Regions from separate parts of the Rattus norvegicus genome. Here region 1 is linked to region 2. Evidence: chromatin contacts called from public Hi-C data. All regions are on one chromosome and are shown on one strand. The core of a region is the stretch at or near the end of the contact, and the rest is flanking DNA. Distances in the headings are between cores, read along the strand shown. Region 1 overlaps Tpi1l2 (triosephosphate isomerase 1 like 2). Region 2 overlaps Tpi1l2 (triosephosphate isomerase 1 like 2).

Evidence for each region. Hi-C and Micro-C count contacts between places; a contact is called where the count stands out from the background.
Region 1: a contact with region 2 is called in a Hi-C map of liver, with 2.5 times the contacts expected there. The contact joins two enhancer-like sites. A contact is called at or near these places in 4 of 12 Hi-C or Micro-C datasets (hepatocytes, kidney and liver).

The regions. Positions count from the first base shown.
Region 1 is chr17:27,500,896-27,506,963 of GRCr8, forward strand. All of the region lies in intron 1 of Tpi1l2 (triosephosphate isomerase 1 like 2), which reads right to left. Among named protein-coding and RNA genes, the nearest start is that of Ly86, 190 kb to the right of the region's middle. Within about 2 kb of position 2,921, at least 5 of the 93 cell types and tissues checked have an H3K27ac peak or open chromatin away from gene starts, as enhancers often do. A contact at or near this core is called in hepatocytes and liver, where this site is marked.
Region 2 is chr17:27,422,083-27,428,226 of GRCr8, forward strand. The region is part of intron 1 of Tpi1l2 (triosephosphate isomerase 1 like 2); the gene reads right to left. Among named protein-coding and RNA genes, the nearest start is that of Rreb1, 220 kb to the left of the region's middle. Within about 2 kb of position 1,804, at least 3 of the 93 cell types and tissues checked have an H3K27ac peak or open chromatin away from gene starts, as enhancers often do. A contact at or near this core is called in hepatocytes and liver, where this site is marked.

The DNA.
Region 1 (6,068 bases), core at 1,671-4,170, 80 kb after region 2:
TGTAATCATTATACTGAGGTGTGGCTGCAGACCTTGGGTGAACAGGTGCTCCAGGGCAGGCTGGAGCATCCCTGACTGGCCATTCATAAATTCAGATCTATTTCTCTGTGTGTGAGCACATGTGTGTCATGTGCGTGTGTTAGTGCCTGGGGAGCTGAGATTGACATTGGGCATCTTCCTCAACCGCTCTCCTCATTAAAAAAAACAAACCATATTTATTTTTATGTATATGGGTGTTTTGCATGCTTGCATGTCTTTGTACCACATACACTCCTGATGACCCTGAAGGCCAGGAGATGGCACTGGATCTCCTGGAACAAGTTACAGATGGCTGTGAACATCCATGTGGTTGCTGGGAATTGAACCCAGGCCCCCCGGATGAGCAGTCAGTGCTCTAAACGTTCAGTTCCATCCTCCTTACTTTTTTTGAGACAGGACCTGTCACTGAATCTGGAGCTCCATTTTGACCTTGCCCCAACAGTCCCACTGCCCCTTCATCCCCAGTGCTGAGATTACAGGTACAGTGTTGTACTCGGCTCTTATGGGGGTGCAGGGGATCCTGCAAGCACTTTATACATGGAGCTGTTTCCCTAGATCTCTCAAGTCTGCTTTTTAAATGAAAAAAAAAAATCAAACAAACAAACAAAACTCATTGCTCGATGGGAGAAACGAACACTCAGTTTCGTTGGAAGGCGAAGGCTAATCCTGCCCCAGCTGACTCGGTGCCTATGTTACAAGTTCTTGCTGGTTAACCGAGCTAGGTGGCTGCTATTTCTCTAGTGACTCTGATTTTCAGGATTCTGTTGCCTATCATTGCAGACATGTTCATAGCAGATAATACAGTCATCAAGCAAGACACCAAATGCAAAAAGATTACTTCGATTCCTTCGTTTGCTTGTTTTGAGATGTGATCTTGCTATGTAGCCTTGAGGAGCCTAAAGCTCACTGTATAGACAGGTCTGGCCTCAAACTGTCTGTCTCTGCCTCCCAATTGCTAAGTTTAAAGACATGTATCACTATGCCTGGCTTCTGATTCATTTCAATATTTAGAAAAAATTTTTTTTACAATGTTAAGGATGGAGCCTAGGTTCTGAAGGTGCTGGGCATGTACTTTGCTGGGCTACATCTGTCCCTGCTTCGATTTATTTTATTTTATTTGCTTTTTTTTTTTTGCTCTGTTTATTTATGCACATGAGTGTTTTGCCAGTATCTATATATGTCTACCATGTGTGTACTCGATACCTGTGGAAGTCAGAAGAGGGTGTCAGATCCCCTGGAACTGGAGTTACAGATGGTTGTGAGTCACATGTGGGTGCCAGGGACTGAACTCAGGTCCTCGGCAAGAGCAGTGAGCACATCTGACTGCTGAGCCAGCCTTCCAGCGCTCTACTCTGATTTTTTAAATGCAAATTTTATTTTCAAAATGGACTGGGAAATTTTTAGAAATAGATCCACAATTGTTCCTCTAGCCATAATAGAATCTGGACTGATCCAACATTCACAGTGTTCGTATTTCAGAATTGGATCTGTTGAGAGTCAGTGGGAAGTGAATATCCTTTCTTGGGAAGGACAGCAATGAGTCTCTAATAGTGTAGTGGTGTGTGTGTGTGCGTGTGTGTGTGTGCGTGCATGCATGTGTGTGTGCATGTGTGTATATGTGTGTGTATGTATGTGTGTGTGCATGTGGTGTGTGTATGAATGTGTGTGTGTGCGTGCGTGAGTGTGTGTGCAAGCTCCTGTGAGAAGTGGGAAGAGAGGGAGAGTTCATTTGCATTATGTGTAGGGAACATAGGATTCTGATATTATTTCTGTCTAACGAGGGACCTACAATGCTAACAGCAATATTACAGTGTGAAATAGGCCTGTAAGAGGGTGATGGGAACATCAGTCAATCAGTTAATGCTGGCTGAAAGGGCTGTGGGGTCCAGGAGGAGCTGTTAGACGTTGTTCTTGTGGTGATGACAAAGTGCCCCACATAAAGAACTTAAGGGAAGATTCGCTTTGGCTCACAGTTTCGAAGGCGTCGGTCTGTGGCTGCTTGGCCCCATTCTCTTGGCAGAACGTCCTGATGGTGGAAGTGTGGGATGAAGAAGCATCTCCATGGCAGAAGCTGAGAAATGGATACAGGAAGGACCATAGCAAGATACAACGCTGAGGAGGAGTCACCCACAGCGACCTGATACTCTGGCTGGTGGCAGCCCCTACTTTTTAGCATCTCCAAGGCATGCTTCCAAATTATGAATCCATCAAGGGGTTAGTCCACTGATTAGCTCAGAGCCCTCAGGATCCTGTCACTTGTTCTCATCCCCCAAGTCTGTGGAGGGACATTTTACACTCCATGACAGCATGTTAACCCTTTTGGATTGTTGGATGTCTATGAGAGGACACAGTAGAGGGCCTCAGGTAGACAGGACAGCCGCTGCCATGACGGGTTATAGGTCCGTGTTCCACTGCCCCCTTCTATTTGCTTTGGACTCCAGGTCCAGGTCTCTGTCACGCCCACCTCTTCACAGAGGAGCAAGGCTCTCAGTGCTCCTGAGTTGGGCTGGAGTCCCCTCTGCTCTGGAGGCCACACAAGAGAAGATTCCATCTGCAACTTGATGAGAGAGACTCATTTTGCTTGGCACCCTCTTGGAGAACCACAGTATTCTCTTGCGACATCTTTTAAGCACCATAAAGTTATGTGACTGGGAGGGAATGTCCAGGGATGGATACTGTGCAGGCCAAGATCTTCCTAACTTTCTGTCTCTCTTCAGTTAGTGTGAGGAGGGAGGAGCAGGAGGGAGTGGTCCTCCACATTTTTGCTGGTTGGTAAAATATTTGCAGCAGGTTGAGGGAGTGGAGCAGAGATGCCTACCCAACTCTCTGTGCTTTGTGTGCCTGTCTCTGTTCCCTCGCTTTTATTTACCTTTACTGTGGACTATGTCTGTCTGTCTGTCTAGGGAGTTAATGTTCCCCAGAGCATCACCCTTGCTCTCTGACTCTGATGGTTCATGTGCAGTGTTTACTTAGAAGTCTCAAAGGCCACGCTGTCAGCCATTGGGCAATCCTGCTTTCTGTGAGACAACCTTGGTATCTGTTAGGAGAGATTTTAGCCCAGCAGTGATAACATCAACTCCATCTTCCTGTTCACTACAGCTACCAACAAACACCCTTTTCCTTTCTCACACGACAGCCAGCTTCCTCTGAACCTTGTTGAAAGGTCTTGATGTTGGTCTCCACTGCAGCCACATCTGCATCACTGCTCTGGCGGGAATCCCCCGGCCCTGTTACATTCACCTAGTAATTTTCCTGCTGTTCTTCTTTCACCTGCTTCTTGGTTCCAGCTGCCGTCATTATAGTTGGAACTGAGCCCACTCTGTTGCTCCAGCTACAACATCCCTTTCGCCACAGTCTCCCTCATGATTTCAGCCATTGTTGGAATAGTTCTTAACATTGACATTTGAGGAAGCACACAATCATTTGTACAAACACCACACGCAATGCGATCAGTGGCTGCCATGAGTAGGGAGCTGACCTTTACCTTGACCTAATCAGGCAGCTGTCCAGGAAGTGCTTGCCTCCCGGTCATCACAGGGTAGAAACTACTTCTACCGTAGCGTGATGGGCTGCTAGCACGATGTGCTGCCTCTTTACAGGCAGCAGGGTCAGGTAAGCAAGGATTGTAATTCCCAAAACTGTGATCGAGAATTAACCTTTCTTCCTTTTAAGTTGTTTGTATCAGACATTTTGTCATAGCGATGGAACACTAACACACTACCTTACTCTAACACGTGAAGGCTGAAATGGAGTTGAGTTAGAAACTCTCATTGTGTACTTCCAATGGGGTGACACTGAAATAGATTTGGACAGGTCACTGGGCATCATGGTATCAGAGAAAGAGACATGGCAAAAGTCAATTTCTATCCATTGAGTCCCTGTACATCCAAGTGTCAAGTTTTTTGTTTTTGTTTTTGTTTTTTTTAACCATAACCTTGTCAGCTTTTCCTTAGGGGAACACGTTTTCTTTCTTTTTCTTGTCTTAAGAAAGCAAGGGCATGCAAGGTTAGAATTTCCCTTCTCACGTGAAGGGTGGATACACAGGTGGGCTAGATGCTATTATACATTAGCAAGCAGATCAAAAGCAAGAACCAAAGGGACAGAATGTTTCTTCTGGGAAAAGAGCTAAGGCTTTGTGAATCATTTGTAGTCTTAAATCATTGGCTCTCAGAAACCCCGGGGTGGGGGTGCTAGGATCACAGTGGGTGGTCCGAAAGGCACAGTAAAGGGTTAGTGGCAAGACTTAGTGCTTAGGATCACAATGTAAGTGAAACTAATTCTATAGGTGGCCCCCACCAGAGAATGGTAAGAATACAATAGATGTTTGAAAGGCTCCTGTGGCTAGCACTTCAACTGCTTCTTCTCTGCCTTTTGAAGTAAACTGTCCACACTCCAGGCTCGCTCTTTGTGGCTATGTTTTAGAGAGGAAGAAAAACTCACAGAGTACCCAGTAGTTTGGGCATGATGTAAACAAGCAGCAGGTCCCTCACAGAGCCCCACCTGCGGAGGTAGTGAACCAGGGGATCTTATGGGAAGAAGGGACTAAATGGTTTGAACAAATGAAGAGTGACAGTGAACTCAGCTTCCTGCTGGTGTTGGGGTAAAACCAGCTCTGCCACTGAGTCAGGAGGGATTCAGTCTTGTTGGGATTTTCCTCAGTTTAGTACAAGTTTGGTTTAATGTCAGCTAGTCATTTGGTGAAGGTATTCAGATAAAGAGCCACATCTTAGCTGGACACAGTGCACTTCGCCTGTATTCCCATCAATTGGAAGTGATCCAGTGATCCAGTGGATCAGGAGCTCATGGCCAACCTCAGCTTCATGAAACCCAATCAATCAATTAATCAATCATCAATCAACCAGTCAATCAAGAAATCAGATTTGTGGCTTAAAAAAATCATGTAAAGATTAAAAATACAAAGTAAAACATTTTGCTTGAAAATAGTAAAAAACCAACCAAACAAAAATAATCCTGTGGAACAGAAATTTAAGTGTCAATTGTTCTAGTTGGCTTCTGCTGGATGTAAGAATGGTTCCTGTTTCTTACCTAGTCAGGTAGCTCCGTCCTTCCTCTTCTTCCTTTTCTTCAACCAACATAAGTTTGAACTCTCAGAAAACCATGGAGTAACTTCACTTTGAACTCTTCTGTCTGGATAAAGTGCTAACATCCATGGGAAACTGATTCCCAGCAGAAGACAGTCTCATACTATCTTTGCAGGAATGGTGATGTTCTCTTGTAAACTGGTTATTTAATTGTTTATATTTCAACATGTTATTTGTTTTATAGCTAAATGTTGCTGAGGGAGGAAAAACTCGGGTCTAAACTGGTCCAGGGGTCTTCAGGAGAATCAGAGAGAAGCTTCAGTCCTGTGGCGATGGTCTGAGCTGGCTCAAGAGTGGCAGGGAGGTGAGGCCTCTTCGAGCAACAGAGCATGCGTTTGTGGTCTATACCCAGGCTTAACATCAAACACTCCACATGCATCCTCTAAGTTCATCTATGTGTGGTGGTCTGAATGAAAATGGCCTCCATAGGCTCATGGAGAGGAGCATTAGTAGCTGTGGCCTTGTTGGAGGAAGCGTGTCACTGGGGGTGGGCTTTGAGGTTTCAGAAGCTCATGTCTCACTCTCTCTTCTTGCTGCCTTTGGATGTAAAACTCTCAGCTACCTCTCTGGTACCACATCTGCCTGCAAGCTGCCCTGCTTCCCACCATGATGATAATGGACCAAACCTCTGACCTTAAGTTGTCCCAATGAAATGTTTTCCTTTATAAGAATTGCCATATAAGCCACTACCTAAAGACTATACATGGACTGACCCTGGACTCTGACCTCATAGGTAGCAATGAATATCCTAGTAAGAGCACCAGTGGAAGGGGAAGCCCTGGGTCCTGCTAAGACTGAGCCCCCAGTGAACTAGATTGTTGGGGGGAGGGCAGCAATGGGGGAAGGATGGGGAGGGGAACACCCATAAAGAAGGGTAGGGGAAGGGATTAGGGGGATGTTTGCCCGGAAACCGGGAAAGGGAATAAC
Region 2 (6,144 bases), core at 554-3,053:
GAAAAGTTAATGCAACGACTAGACACAGGATGAAGGGTGGGGAATGCGAGCGCTCCCATCTCGGGTGTCCTGGATCGCGGATACCTGACCCACTGATACCCGCTCCCGTGGAACGAACCGGTACAGCACACGTGCCGTGTGTCTGTCAGCCGCTCCTAGATGACAAGGGAAGACATCTCCACTTGCTCAGTTCAGATGCACATTGTCTCTGAGAAACCGTGAGCCATGCTGTGGTGAGGGTGCAGACGGCTAGGCACACTCAGGCACAGAGAGGGAGTCCTAAGATTCCAGCGCTGACACCCAGGCCCACTGGGGATGAAAGGGCCGGAGGAGCACCTTTCATTTCAGTCCTTCCGGTTTCAGCCGGTCTTCTCTGGCCTGGTGAACAGGTTCCCACTTATCTCCAGAGGACAATTACCCCCAGAATCAGGGAACACGGTTCTGCCAGTAAGTCACGATCAGTCTTGAGAGCTTTCAGCAACCCTTTCTCCCTTTCTCCCCTCCTTCCTTCATTGCTCATCTAAGCAGTCCAGATACAAAATAAAATTAGAAGCCCCTAAGGTCCTTGATGCTCTCTGAAGCCTACCTGTTAGTAGGGGGACATGGACATTAAAGAGGATGGCTTAAAGAGAAACCATGTTAATGAAGAGGGGAGTGTGGGAAAAACTGGGAGAGCTGATGTCTCAGCTGGGGGCATGGTCTCTTGAAGGCGGGGGTGGGGGGGTGGGGGTGGGGGGGAGTGGGGGGGGCTATGGGAGGGCGGAGTGGGGGGAGCATCCAGACAAGGAGAAGGCAAATGTCCAGTCTGGAGGCTGGAGTAGTGCCACGTGGGTGGAAAGAGGACCCAGAAGAGGATGGGCAAGGAAGACTTCCAACAGACCAGACCCTGGCTGGGGAGCTCTGATCTTTGCACTGAGGGCCACAGGAAAGGTTTCAGAGTCTGGCGCGGGGAAGGAGGAGCAGGAGGAAGTACGGAAGTACGAGGGCCCTGCTGTCTGGAGCTGCAAAGCCTAATCTTCGCAGAGCCATCTGGCTGTGGTCTGCTCTGTACCAGACAGACAAACTTGAGGTCGGGGACATCAGCCAGGGTTCCCAGCGGCAGGTGCCTGAGAGGGACTTAGAGGAGAACTGGAACTGGCTGTGGCTAAAAGGCCCAGGCCAGCCTGTCTACAAAATGGAGTGTCAGATGATGGCAACACATACCCACAGGCCAGTGCGCAAGGACATCGGTAGTGTCACTCTCAGCCTGAGGCATCAAGTCTGAGAACTTGGGAGATCGTGCTGAAAGTTTTAGGATCCAAAGTCACAGAACCTGGAACCGGCCGTAAGAGGCAACAGATTCAGACTCTGTCTGGCTGTAAGGGAGGGGCCAGCTCTCCTCTGTTCCGGGGAAGCCAGCCCCAGCAGAGTGACGGTATGGTGCCCACAGTCCATCCACTCTGTTCTCTGGCAACAGCCTTGCTCTGAATGCTCCTTAATCCACCGAAGCGAACACCTCAAGTGAGCCCCCCAGCAGACAGTGGGTCACACTGACCCCGATTCTAAGGGCACGGTGTGTCTAGCTGGCAGAAGGCCGTGGGGTGTGTTCTACCTTCTGAATGAGAAAATGCTTCTGCCAGCAGCCAGCTCTGGCCCTTAGGTGTCTCAAGTCTTCTGGTTGCTGAGAGGACCTCCAGCAGCATAGATGAGAGCCAGGTCCCCTGTGTGTCTTAGCTGCCTGTTTGGTGTCACCGTGGATACAACATGCCTCCAAACTGGTGTTCCCTTTGACCACGGGGCAAGCTCCATGGTTCTCTGTCCTCAGAGGGAGGGCCGCAGGGTGTTTCATAAAACATCATTTGGATCTGCCCTGTGCTGAGCCTGCAGGGGTCAGTGTAGAGTTTCTGGGTGGGCTGTGAGGAAGTGGGGGATGGACAGTTTGTTTCTAGGTGGACTAAGAGTGTTGTTGAGGGACGGAGTCCAAGCCCAGAGATTCAAGGAAAGAAAAGGTAAATGCAGTACTTGAAGACCTCGTGTCAAGGCCAGAAGATGACCTTGGTGGGTTGCTGGTGTTTAGTGAGGCCAAACACACTGAGATGAGAGGCAGGAAGGGGTGGTTGTACAGAGCCCAAAGGTCACCAGAGACACGGTGTTAGGCTGCCAGGCATCAGAGGGAGGGAACAGTCCTCTTTTGATCCCACAAATCAAGTTGGGGAGACTGAAGAAGCACCCCAACAGTGCTGGGGAGAGAGGTGTCTCTGAGCACAGCTGATCTGAATCCTGGGTCTGTCAATCTCCGGGTGCGTGAGAGCTACTCTGAATAACAGGTGGATTTGACGTCAGCCGCCTGGTGGAGCGCATGCCCACATCAGACACTGCTCGTCTCTCTTCTCGGAGGGTGCAGTGGAGGGAGGAAGGCTGAAGAAATACCTGGATCGTTTTCCCTGCTCATTTACAGAGCTCGGTCCCATGCCGAGACACCATACACTTGTGCTGTTTACCCTTGTGGCGGAATCCGCCACAGGCATCCTGAGACACACACTTTCACCTTCTCCTTAGTAGCAATAACCTGTATTTTTAGCATGCCTTTCTGGAACAAGGGCCTGTTTTCCCAGACTCTCGGAACTAGGTGTGTCCACTGGGTAAAACCGTGGCCAGTGGACTAAAATTGGAAGCATGGTGCCCAACTTCTGGGAAGTAGGATTAAAGAAAAGGGATTCTTCTTCCTTCATGGTGCAGGATAGACTATGAGTGTGGTGGCTGGAGCTCCAGAACCAGTGTGCACTGTGAGGCAGAGCTCTGTGTTAATGGGGTGTGGTAGTTTAAAGAAGGATGGCCCCCATGGCTCATACATTTGAATGACACTAATTGGAAAGAATTAGGAAGTGTGGCCTTTTTGGAGGAAGTGTGTCACTGAGGATGAAGTTTCAAAACCCCACACCAGACCTGTTCTCTCTCTCTCTCTCTCTCTCTCTCTCTCTCTCTCTCTCTCTCTCTCTCTCTCTGCCACTTCTTCAGTGCCACATGTACCACCATGATCCCCAGTGAATGATAATGAACAAAACCTCTGAATCTGTAAGCAATCCCTTGGTTAAATGCTTTTTCATAAAAGTTATCTTGGTCATGGTGTCTCTTCACAGCAAGAGAACAGAGACTAAGACATGGGGTTCAAGCACTGTGAAAATCATGAAATGTTATGATTTTTCATTTATGTCAGATACAGACGTGTACTTTTGGCAAACTATATTAATTTTGGCTTTTGAAATATATGGATGAGCCTTTTTCTAACTAATACCTAATGGAAAGCAAACACACACACACACACACACACACACACACACACATGCATGTATGCTGTGCATACATGCAAATACACCCCCCTCTGACTTTTACATACATGTGTACCCTCATATATAACATGCACAGATACAGAAATATAAATAAATGTTTTAAAAAATCAATATTCCTGGAGAGATGATATGTTAGTCAGGGTTTCTATTCCTGCACAAACATCACATCCAAGAAGCAAGTTGGGGAGGAAAGGGTTTATTCAGCTTACACTTCCACATTGCTGGTCATCACCAAAGGAAGTCAGAACTGGAACTCAAGCAGGTCAAGAAGCAGGAGCTGATGCAGAGGCTATGGAGGGATGTTACTTACTGGCTTGCTTCCCCTGGCTTGCTCAGCTTGATCTCTTATAGAACCCAGGACCACCAGCCCAGGGACGGCACCACCCACAATGGGCGGGGCCATCCCTCCTTGATCACTAATTGAGAAAATGCCTTACAGCTGGATCTCATGGAGGCATTTCCTCAAGGGAGGCTCCTTTTTCTGTGATAACTCCATCTTGTGTCAAGACATAAAAAACCAGCCAGTACAGATGGCTTGGCAGTTAAGAGTCTATACTGCTCTTGTGAAGGACCAGTGCCCAGCACCCAGGTGGGTCATAACTGCCTGTCACTCCTTCTCCAGGGGATCTGATGCCCTCTTCTGGCCTCATTGGGCTCAGGTGCTCACTGCACAAATCCTGACTCAGACACACACATTATTAAATATAAAAAGCCTTTAAAACTAATTACTAAGAAGGACAGCATTGAAATAAAGGGTTAGACTTGAGTCAGTTTGCCTAACTGTGATGTTGGCCCCACCACTTGCTGGCTGTGCATCTTTGGACAACTTTCCTAACCTCTCTCTGTCAGTTCTGCCAGGAACCATAGGTACTGGGAGCAATGACGTGGCTTTGACTTTTTTTTTTTTTTTGTTGTTGTTGTTGTTTTTTTTTTTTTTTTTTGTGCCCCACATCCTCAAGAATTGCTTAGTTAGGGTTACTATTGCTGTGATAAAAACCCCATGACCATAAGCAACTTGGGGAGGAGAGGGTTTATTTGGCTTACGTATCTTAAATTATAGTCCATTGAGGAAAACAGCAGCAGGAATACAAATCAAGCAGGAACCTATTGGCAGGAGCTGATGCAGAGGCCATGGAAGGGTGCTGCTTACTGTCTTGCTCCTCATGGCTTACTCTGCCTGCTTTCTAATAGAAACCAGGACCACCAGCCCAGGGTGCTACCACCCAGAATAGGCTGGTCCCTCCCACATCAATCAATCACTAATTAAGAAAACGCCCTTCAGGCTTGCCGATGGCTTTATCTTATGGCAGCAGTTTCTTAGTTGAAACTCCTTCTTGTCAAATGAGTTTAGCTCGTGTTAACGTAAAACAGAGATTAAATGAAAGAATGTCACTATTTAAAGACAGAATATGGGGCAAGGGTCAGAACAAAGTGCATTGGCACATGTGTAAGAAGATACCATGGTGAAACCCATCACTTCATAAGCTTACCACACCAAACCAAACCAAACAAGCACAAAAACCTATCAAAATAAAAAATAGGTTGAGCTGTGTTCGATACAGAGTGAGCATGTGATACAGGCCAGCTGTTATCACTGCTTGAATCTGCCGCCTGTTACTGTAACAAAATGCCCGAGACTGAGCACCTTAGAAAGAGACATGGGATGCATGATTGGTTTGAACAAGGAAAAGGCTTGTTTTGCTTCACAGGGTTCAGAGCTTTCAGCTTACAGTTGTTTGGCTCTGTTGCCATGTGCCTGTCAACCCGTTTTCATGGTAGTGGGAGAACAAAGAAAGGGGGAAGGAATGAGGCTGGGGGCATGCCTCAGTGGTGGAGCCTGGCATGCCCAAGGGCCTGGTTTCAACACCCAAGTCCTCCAGCTTGTCACTGCTGTTATACCGTGACTAAAAGGAACTTAGGTGACAAAGGGGTTTATTTCGGTTTTCAAGTCCAGGTTAAATTCCATCACTGTGGGGAAATCAAGACAGGAACTCCAGACAGTTAGTCAAAGCACGTCTACAGTCAAGACAGAAAAATGAATTCATGCATGTTCATTTGTGGCTTGCTTGTGCTTAAGCTTGATTTCTCCACTCTTACATAGTTGAGGATTCTCTGCCTAAGGAATAATGCCACCCATAGTGGGCTGGGTCTTCTTAAATCAATCGATTTAATTACAATTAATCCCTCCTAGGCATGCCCATAAACCAACCTAATGTAGACACTGGGCTGTAGACATCCCCCATTGAGACTCCTTTGCCAAGTTACTCTAGGTTGTATCAAGTTGGCAATTAAAGGTAGCAGTCAAAAGCGGGGAGAACTGTGAGTTCCAGGCTGGTCTGGATTTCATTGTATGACTCTGTCTCAACAAAACAGAAAACTAATTGGAATAGGGGGAGAGCATAGTCCTCTTCAAGAACATGCTACCCAAGACCCCACTTCCTATCTTTAACCCCTCCTCCAAGAGGCCCCATCACTTTCCAGTAGCACCATAGGCTGGGAACCGAGCCTTCAACACAAGACCTCTGGGGACGTTTAAGATCCAAATGATGACAGGAGATATATTTCCTCCCAGGTGGAGGCTGGAAGTCCAGAATTGGAGCTTGTGCTCTGCAGAGGCCCTCAGGATAGTGACATCTCAGTGGGAGCCCTCACAGGAAGCCAGAGAGTTTCAGGGCATGCTCTTTTATACTGTCATTCTTGTGAGAACTAACTAACCAGTGTCCCTCAGGAATACCATCCATCCTTCCTGAAAGCATCCGAATCTAATCACTAAATGACTTCTTAAAGGTCCCACTCCACTAATGAAGATAATCCA